2 separate regions of the Gossypium arboreum genome follow, and region 2 is linked to region 1. Evidence: chromatin contacts called from public Hi-C data. All regions are on one chromosome and are shown on one strand. The core of a region is the stretch at or near the end of the contact, and the rest is flanking DNA. Distances in the headings are between cores, read along the strand shown. Region 1 holds the start of LOC108456386 (E3 ubiquitin-protein ligase MPSR1-like). Region 2 holds the start of LOC108453988 (structural maintenance of chromosomes protein 4).

Region 1 (5,164 bases), core at 1,783-4,282:
GTTCTTGATAGGCAGGCATTGTATAACTTGTCCATCCTTCATAATGTAATTGGAGGCTAATGCGTTGTTATTATAGGTGGGCTAGGAGATGTTGCTGGTTCTTTGCCAAAGGCTTTGGCTCGTCGTGGACACAGGGTTATGGTAATATTTTGTATCTTTGTTCCCAATGATCAACCTACGGATGGCTATGGCACTTACTTAATATGGCTTCTTAGCAAAAAATTTGTTTTTTGCTTAGGTTGTGGCACCTCGATATGCTAATTATGCTGATTCTCAAGATACTGGAGTTCGAAAGAGGTACAAGGTAAACGGTCAGGTAAGACAGCGCTATTGCATATTGTCGTAAATTACTTAGCTTTTGGTGGCTAAACAAAATCGGGTAATCCTACAGCATAATCTTCTCATGTTATGTTATTTGCAGGAGCTGGAAGTATCCTATTTCCAAGCCTATGTAGATGGTGTTGATTTTGTTTTCGTGGATAGTCCCATGTTTCAGAATATGCAGAATAACATATACGGAGGAAACCGACTGGTAGAATGTCTTTTATAGTGCTTTGTTAACATCTTATATTAGTGTGATTGGCTGGTTGTAGTCTATGTATGTTACACGAATTCAAGTGTGAGGTTGGATACCAGCATGTTTCCAACATGGCTATGTTCAAATATTTTGATTTTAATTAACTTTAGTCTTGTGGTGTAGGATATTTTGAAGCGCATGGTATTGTTTTGCAAAGCAGCAGTTGAGGTACGATTACTAGATTGCCTAAGAATATGTAGAAATTGACTTATTTTAGTTAAGTCTAATATTGATTATATCTTAGTAGTGTCGGAAACTGAAGAAGTCGGTTTATTTTTTTCAGGTTCCTTGGCATGTTCCTTGTGGAGGTGTCTGTTACGGAGATGGTAATCTGGTTTTCATTGCTAATGATTGGCATACGGCCTTGTTGCCAGTGTACTTGAAGGCATATTATCGGGACAATGGTTTGATGTCCTTCACGAGATCCGTTCTTGTTATCCATAATATTGCTCACCAGGTTTGTCCTTTTGAGGATTCTCTCGATGCATTCTTTTATAGTGAAAACAGATTCGGATCATTGGTATTTTTGCTTTGCATTTCATGAAAATGAAACTGATTCCCAAGCGTATTCACTTTTTTATCTCTAAACATTTTTGCATCGGAATGCATGATTAATAACCAAAAAGTGGAAAGATTCGAGCTATGTTCCTTGGGCTTGGGTTTGTGTTGTATTTGCGTATACATCCAACACAAGTATGTTTGATTATTTGAATCCAGGGTCGGGGGCCTGTGGAGGATTTCAGCTATGTCGATCTACCAGAACACTATATGGACCTTTTCAAGTTATATGATCCGATTGGAGGTGATCACTTCAATATCTTTGCGGCCGGACTAAAGACGGCTGACCGAGTAGTCACCGTTAGCCGTGGATATTCTTGGGAGCTTAAAACTGCAGATGGTGGTTGGGGTTTGCACGGGATCATAAATGAAAATGATTGGAAATTGAGGGGAATAGTCAATGGAATCGATACAAAGGAATGGAATCCACAATACGATATTCACCTCAAATCCGATGGTTATACTAACTACTCCTTGGAAACACTGCAAACCGGTAAACCTAAATGCAAGGCCGCGCTACAAAAGGAGCTCGGGTTGCCAGTTCGCGAAGATGTCCCACTGCTTGGCTTTATTGGGAGACTAGATCAACAAAAAGGTGTTGATCTAATTGCCGAGGCAATTCCCTGGATGATAGGCCAAGATGTGCAATTAGTCATGTTAGGCACCGGCAGACCTGACCTAGAACAGATGCTTAGACAGTTCGAAAACGAACATCGTGACAAAGTAAGAGGATGGGTAGGGTTTTCTGTAAAGACAGCTCACCGTATAACAGCCGGGGCTGATATTTTACTCATGCCATCAAGATTTGAACCTTGTGGTCTAAACCAACTATATGCGATGAACTATGGAACAATACCAGTTGTCCATGCAGTCGGTGGACTGAGAGATACAGTGCAGCAATTCAATCCATTTGAAGAGTCGGGGGTCGGGTGGACATTTGACAGTGCGGATGCAGGCAAGTTGATACATGCATTAGGTAACTGTTTGTTAACGTATCGGCAGTATAAAACAAGTTGGGAAGGGTTACAAATACGGGGAATGAAGCAAGATTTGAGCTGGGACAATGCAGCTGAGAAGTATGAGGAAGTGCTTGTTGCAGCCAAATATCAGTGGTGAGAGCTCTGTTTGATCTGAATGAACCCTCTTATCACCTTTTTACCACAAATTTTGGGTCTCGTTTTCAAATGTTGTATTAATGTTCTATTCCTATTTTTTTGCTCTCTTTTTTTTTGTTGTGCATGTATTGTATCCAACATTGCCAGGATTCGTAGTTAGTCCCATAATGTCATTTTTACTGTATTTATTTTTCAAAATTTAGTAAATAATATATTTATTTTATATAATTAATGTAAAATAATATTATGTGAATTTACATTTATTATTTTGATAATTAGAATATTACAATTGATAATAAGCAATTCAAAAATTTTAAGGTATTTTTGTAACCTAATCGGAATATCTATTGTCGACTAATATAAAACTATAATTAATTAAATTTTAAAGTATAATGAATGGATAATTTTATATGGATATAGAGGACAACTAGATTCTCGTGTGATGTACGAATGATTGTATTTAATATGAAATATATTTTTAATTATTTATTTTATTTAAAAATGATATTTGATAATATTAACCAAATAGATTAATTATTCTTATTTGGGTTAAGACTAAAATTTTAAATTTTAAAATATTTAAAAATTAAAATTGATCAAATTAAAGTATAAAGATTAAATATAATTTTTTGAGTAAACTATACCATTAAGCATTAAACTTTAGATAATTTTTGTCTTAGTCACTTAATTAAAAGAGTTATAATTTGATGACTAAATTATTTAAATTTTTTATTTAAGTTGATAAATTATTCAAAAATAAGAGAAAATACATGAATAAAATAGAAACTTCTAGAATATATTTTACGTAATTTCAAACGAAATCATCAAACATCCTGGAATCCCGAACTTTCCAGGCTTTTGGATTCCTTTTATAAAAATCTTCTCTTTCTCCACATTTTTTTTTTCAATTCAAAGTTTTCTCTTTCTTCTTCTTAGAGATTCTTTAAGCTTCTCTGATTTTCCAAGTATGGCGGAAGCTCCTACCCAGAGCCAACAGCCTAGTCCTGTCGTTTACGTAGTTTTCCAGATCGGCGGCGTAGGAGTCGTCAGCGAAAATAAACTTAGGCCGGCGCCAGCTTCCAAAGCTTCCATAGAAGCAATGCCGAGGATAAAAGTGAAAGAGAGTGGCAAAGATTGTTGTATTTGTTTGGAAGATTTTGAAGTTGAAGAAGAAGGAAGGGAGATGCCATGTAAGCATGTGTTTCATTCGGGTTGTATTGAGAAGTGGTTGTTGATCCATGGGTTATGCCCGGTTTGTCGATTCTTGATGCCGCCTGAGACGGCTGAAATAGGAGGTGGTGAGGGTAATGGTGGCCGGCGAAGAATGGAGGGTGGGGAGATCAATGGTTTGGAATTTTTGCAGTCGGTTTTTGCTTTTGCTAGCTTGGCTAGCATGATGGGTTCGGGTCGGGCTTTCCGTCAACCTGATTCGGGTCAAGTTGATGATGATGGGTATTCCAATTGCAACACGGATGATACGCCTTCCAATCAAAACACGGATAGCAATTGACACATACTTTTTTCCTGAATCGTACCTAAAGAAATATTTTTTAACCGACTAAATTGTAAATAAGTAAAAGAATTTATTCAATAATTTATTTACTGTACTTTCTTAACTTATCTAAAAGTATATATTTGATAATTGAATTTTTTTTTAATCTAGTTGCTACTTAATTTGTATTTCATCATCTCACTTAATATTGATACATTGATAGTCATGACAGCGTCAACTTCTCAATATATCCTATATTAAAATATATATATATTAGAAAAATTTCATATCAATATTTAATTCCATTCAACCATTTGAACCAAATTCTCGAACATTCATAATCATAGTGGATTGAAATGAAAGAAGTAGAGCAAAGTATGATTGATTTGTATTTTTTACAACTTTTTTTTTTAAATTATTTTGAGTTTTATGATTTTCCTAGAAATATTTGGGCATTACTTTTTGTGGGCATCCCCTTAATTAAACCACCTGGGGGTGTTATACCCCAAACTTTGAGAATACTTTTTGACAACTCTTTAAGTATCACTTCTCGTGAACAGTTATTAGTTAAACTTGTTAGAGAAACTCCTTAAGAGGACTTCTCAGGGTCAAGTGGCACAAAGAATCTCACCCAACCGTCATTTATGATGTCGAAATCATCCCTCGATTTAAAATTTTTAATTTTAATGAAAAATGGTGAAATCGACTTTTTGAAAAATGAAAATATGGAGTCGCCACTGATCTTTGTTTTGGTGTGATCGGACCACCTAAGAATAAAGTCATAACATTTTTAGTTTGCTAAAACAAAGATTTTGGTCTACGAATTTTTGAGAAAATAGGTTCGGGAGTCGGTTACACATGAGGAAGGATTAGCACCCTCATTACGCCCAAAATTGGTACCAAATCGATTAAATATTGTCCTTGTGTCTAAATTAAAAGTTTTTAAAATGTGGTTCCTTTTATAACGTTTGAGTAACCCGAGTTGATTGTCAAAAATCTTCTTGTTTTGACGCCCGAAAATTTACAATTCGAGGATTACAGAAGGATGCTCAACTATTTAGTCCAACGAAAAATCGAAACCCAGCACGGTAAGGTACGATTCCTCGAATTTCCAAACATTGACCATTGCCTTACTTTATAAAATATGTGTGAAATTCTGAGGAAATATTCGATTGTTTTGGACAAATGAAAAAGCGCAACCCAGCACGATAGGGCTCGATTCTCAAATCGCCAAATATCGAACATCGCCTTCATTTTTAAATATTTTTTATAAACATGAGTGAGAATATAAAGGAATGTTCGATTGTTTTGAGCAAACGAGAAATCATAACCCAGCACAATAGAGCATGATTCTCGAATTGTCAAATGCCGAATATTGCCTTTCGTTTTAAAAAGTTTTTAGAAGACATGAGTGAAATTTTG
Region 2 (4,776 bases), core at 2,196-4,695, 250 kb before region 1:
TAATAAAACATCCATAGTTGAAAACAAAGAAACTAAGATTTTATTGCATAAAAATAGAAATCAAACAATAGAATCTATCCCGGGGTTCATCTCTCTTGGTATTAAGAGAATTAATTAATAATAGCAAGAGTAACCAATAATACTATATAACCACTAAAATAAAAGAAATCCATGATAACTCCCTTGAAAATCAACTTGGACTCTTAAATCTTTGTGGAAAATTGCTTGAAGATTGACTTCAATGGTGTTCTCAAGGTAATTTTCTTGCTTTCCCTTGGTGGCTGCCTTTATTTCCTTTTATTTCCCTATTTACATCCTCTTAAAACACTAAAAATCTTTAAAATTGTAACTTTTAGTTGTTAGTGCACACAGTTCTCAAGATCGACGCACCCCGAACACACAGTCATGTGGATTGCCTATATGAAAATCTGCTGCATGTGGACAGCTTTTGGAATGCTCCAATATTCTAATTTCCACTGCTTTTCACTCATATTACTCTCAAGTACCCTATTAAACATCAAAACATGAATATAAAAAATTATGAGTATATAATTTACAATTACTACCACATAATTACTCAAAAATGCACTAAGGATGAGGTTAAAATATATTACTTTTGACATTTATTAGGACTCATGTGGTGATAGAATTGTTTAAGACCTACTTTTATATAAATAATATTGAAATTATGTAAAAATAAAGTATGAAGATTAAATTTTAAATTACAATGAACTTTAGGGATCAAAATTAAAATTTAAATATTTTACATAATCTAAATAAAAAGACCAAAATTGAATTTTAATCATTTTATATTTATAATGAAAAGAAAAAAAAACTTAGATAAGGCTCAAAAGAAGGAAAGTTTCAATGCCTTATATAGTAATATAGATTATATTTTGGTTGAATTTAATGAGTTGTTGCTATGCTTGGAATGTGTTGTACCAACTTTTTTAGATTATAAACCAACATTAATTTTATATAATTACTTCTACTAACTACAAATAACCAAAAAAAACTTTGATGGGACTTACAACAAACAAAGGAAGCAGTCAGGAACATGTATAATCTATAGGAACTCAAAAGGAGAAAACTTGGGTGCCAAAATGATATTTAATGAGAGACTACTTATACCTTTCGAAAAGAGGCAATAGCCTGTCTACAGCCAGTTCAGGCGGGGTTAGAAATGGGACTCCGACGGGTAGTCATCGAAGGAGATGCACTCAGTGTTATTCGATGAGTGAAGGCATTAAAAGAGGATCGATCAGTACTACGTTCGTACATACAGGATAAACAACTATTAAGCAAAGGATTTGAAGAGTGCCGCTTTCAAAAAATATCTAAATTTGGTAATGGGGTTGCTAATGAACTTGTAAGAGGAGCGGTTGAGAGTAGGAATACTAACCTGGGACATCGACTACCGAGGTAGGCCATGTTAGCACTGGAGGAAGATGTGAGGAGTTTGACAGTGTCGGAAGGAGACGAGAGAACTGACGGACATGGGGAACAGTTGAGAAAATGAAGCACCAAGAAGCATTTGAAGGAAATTTTCGCAGATAAGAGCGGAAACAGGAGAAATGGGGGAACAGGGCATATTAAAAGTCTGGCAGAAAGCTTCTAGAGACAGTGCAGGTAATCAAAAGGAGAGCCTCAAAAATGATAAAAAGTAATTAAGATTTTGAAAGCGATGGGGGCTATCTCAGATAACGATGCTTGGCATACGGGGTATCAAAATAGGGCCTGGTGGGCTTAGGAAAATTTGGGTTTGGGCTTGGTTTAGGTATATGTTTTAGTAGGAATAACAAGTCCTGTTTGTAGGTTTTAAGTTATTTTTTCTTCTTTTGCTATTGTAATGAATTTCATGCCGGGGCCCATTTTTAATACAAAGTCCCAGATTTTATTAAAAAAAAAAAACTACAAATTGTTGTCATTTTTCTTTAAAAGCATGCACTTTACCCTTTTTTTTTGGTAATTGTGACATGCTAGCATTTTGAGGGTACTTGCTTGGTGCTTCTTTCATAATAATATAAGCACCTTTTGTTGGGTTGAAAAAAAAACAAAAACATAATGTTAACAATTCTTGCAGGCATAAAAACTTATTTCATGTATCAATTTTAAACTTTGAATTTGTATTATTTGCTAAATCATCTCAAAATGGATGAAAAAGTTAATTTTTGTTAACTGATGACGAATCCACATGATAGCCCATATATATCATGTTTATGACATTTTGGCAATTAATTAATTTTAAATTTTTATAATTTTATACTTTTAAAAATAATTTTAATAATTTTTTGAATTTCTTAAAATTTAAAAATTTAATTTATTACTAACACGGCATCTACATGGCAATCTACGTGTATACCACGTCAAAAAATTTGACAAATATTAATTTTTTATCTATTTTAGAGTGATTTGACAAATAACATAGATTTAAAGGTTAAAAGAGACGAAAAATTAAATAAAAGACTAAATTAATTTTTTTATAAAATTAAAGAGCCAAATAAATATTTATGCCTTCTTAATATATAACTAAGTCGTAGATGAATACCATATGACCTCATTTCAAATGAATGTGATTTCTATCTCAATCATAATATTGTTTTATCATGCAAACTTTCATGAAAAGAAAAGAAAAAAAAAAGGAGAAAAGAGGATAAAGAAAGAGGAAGAAAAATGAAAGAGGAAAAGAAAACAAAAGACAAAGTTAAAAGAAAAAGAATTAAATTGTTAAAAAAAAAAGTATAGGGATTAGTTGTATAATGTAACTTGAAATTTTCATATGAAAATGATGATATTAATGCGATACTTCAATTTACTGTTATATCGATAATGCTATTTAATGGGCCAATGATTATAACTTAACAAATTGATGACATACATGACCAAAAGTATTTACCTTTTTTTTTTTTTTTTGCCAATATATTGTTTGGGAATCCAATTGGCTAAGAAAACTAGCCATGATACTTCGACTAGTGTTGGACTTTGTTCACTAATTTAGTTCTTAATGTTTACTTATTTTGTTATTTTAGTCACCAATTTTAATGGCACTATATGACGACTCACATGATAGTCCATGTATACTTTATAAAAAAATATTTTTTAAAAATTCAACAAATTATAAAAGGTTCATTTTTTAAAATATAACCACATCAACAATGAAGTACACGTGAATTGCCACACGCGTTACAACGCTAGGGCTATTAAAATCTTAATTTTCAGTGAGCTTTTCTATTTAACAAGAAGTAATTTGACTAAAATTTGAAGGTTGAGAACCAAAGCGATCCATAAAAAAAATTAGGACTAAAGTGAGAAAATGAGTAAACAGTAAGAACTAAAATTGTCATTATGCCTTAAAAAAACATAAACGATGTGTGTTTTATTTTTGCAATGTGCAAGTTTCAGAAGCTTATTAATGGTCAAAAGGGCCGAACGAAGGCCCATTTATGTTTTTTTCATTTCAAATTCCCGCTAAAATATCCCTTTTGAAATTTCGCTCAAATACTTATTAAACTTTTTCATCTTCCTTTTACTTGTTTATTCCATCAAATCGTCTCGAAGTCTCAAACCGATTCAACAGCAGCGAGTTGACTCAGCAGCCGCTCATTTCCGTATGGGGGTGGAAACGAAGGATGAGTTCGCGACTCGCGAACCAGAGCAGGCCCAAGTGGGATCTCGAGGACCGAGGTTAGTAATTAACGAGATGGTGATGAGGAACTTCAAGTCTTATGCCGGTGAACAGCGCGTCGGTCCCTTTCACAAGGTTATATTTTCTTTTATCGTTTAATTTTGATATTTTTTTTTGGTTTCTAGGAAAGTTTGGAAATTGAGAAGGAAAATTGCAAAATTTATGTAATAATTCCACGGACTCAACTTGGATTAGCTTTTCCTTTCGTTATTAGTTCATTATTTCGTTTTTTTTTCTTTTGAGAAAATGAAGAACTGAGAAGGAAATTAAAAATTACATGACTTCAACTCGAATAGCTTTCTTTTTTTTTTCTCCTTTTTGTTGTAATTTTAACGGTTTCCTTTTGGTTACTGAGAAAGCACTGGAAATCGAGAAAGAAAATTCCAGATTGATGAACATTTCAAAAATTTATATTTTCGATTACCTTTTTTTTTTTTTTTTTAATAGTTAGATGTAGAAAGTAAGCTTTTAGTTTGTTTGTTAGTAGTCTAACTCCTGCTTGGTTGCCAAGAAAAAAAATGTAAAATGATATGATAATTGCACGAATTGAATTTGAGATAATTTATTTTTTCTGTTCTTAGTGTTCCCTTCTTTTGGTTGCGAGAAAGAGGTGGAAAATTGAGTGGCAAGTTGCTAGTCTATATGACAAGTTCAAAAATTTAACTCAAATTATGACTTTTTCAAATAATTATCTTTCGTATTTCAAGTCTTAGTTTCTTTAAGTTTGTTCACTGTACTATTGAGTAGGCTAAAAAGATATCATTTTGTCCTCAAATTTTACTTTTCATCTTAGGAATTTAATATTTCTTCCACTAACTATAAAGTTTAAACTCTTTCTCTCTGTTCCCCCCGATTTCTTTTCTTGTTTCGATGAAATTTAGAGCTTTTCTGCTGTGGTTGGGCCAAATGGAAGTGGTAAAAGCAATGTGATAGATGCCATGCTTTTTGTATTTGGGAAGAGAGCAAAGCAGGTAGTTTTTATTAGCAAAATTCTATTATTTGGGTATTTATCTTCTTTTTTGTTCCTATGTAGCTACAATGGTACTTCTAATCATATACCTGGCAGTACTTTTTGAAGATTTCCCTTTTTC

Evidence for each region. Hi-C and Micro-C count contacts between places; a contact is called where the count stands out from the background.
Region 2: a contact with region 1 is called in a Hi-C map of leaf, with 2.6 times the contacts expected there. The contact joins the promoter of LOC108453988 here to the promoter of LOC108456386 in region 1. A contact is called at or near these places in 2 of 5 Hi-C or Micro-C datasets (both in leaf).

Annotation. Positions count from the first base shown.
Region 1 is chr9:3,186,223-3,191,386 of ASM2569848v2, reverse strand. It overlaps LOC108456386 (E3 ubiquitin-protein ligase MPSR1-like), which reads left to right and starts at 3,032. Exons shown (of 1, transcript XM_017754979.2): 1 at 3,032-3,892. The coding sequence starts at 3,218. The coding sequence ends at 3,760. It overlaps LOC108457376 (granule-bound starch synthase 2, chloroplastic/amyloplastic-like), which reads left to right. Exons shown (of 8, transcript XM_017756399.2): 3 at 77-141; 4 at 239-316; 5 at 422-532; 6 at 701-745; 7 at 861-1,034; 8 at 1,295-2,492. The coding sequence ends at 2,251.
Region 2 is chr9:3,433,552-3,438,327 of ASM2569848v2, reverse strand. It overlaps LOC108453988 (structural maintenance of chromosomes protein 4), which reads left to right and starts at 3,445. Exons shown (of 28, transcript XM_017752262.2): 1 at 3,445-3,760; 2 at 4,567-4,656. The coding sequence starts at 3,611. LOC108454483 (a long non-coding RNA gene) reads right to left here and starts at 1,681. Exons shown (of 3, transcript XR_008270658.1): 1 at 1,132-1,681.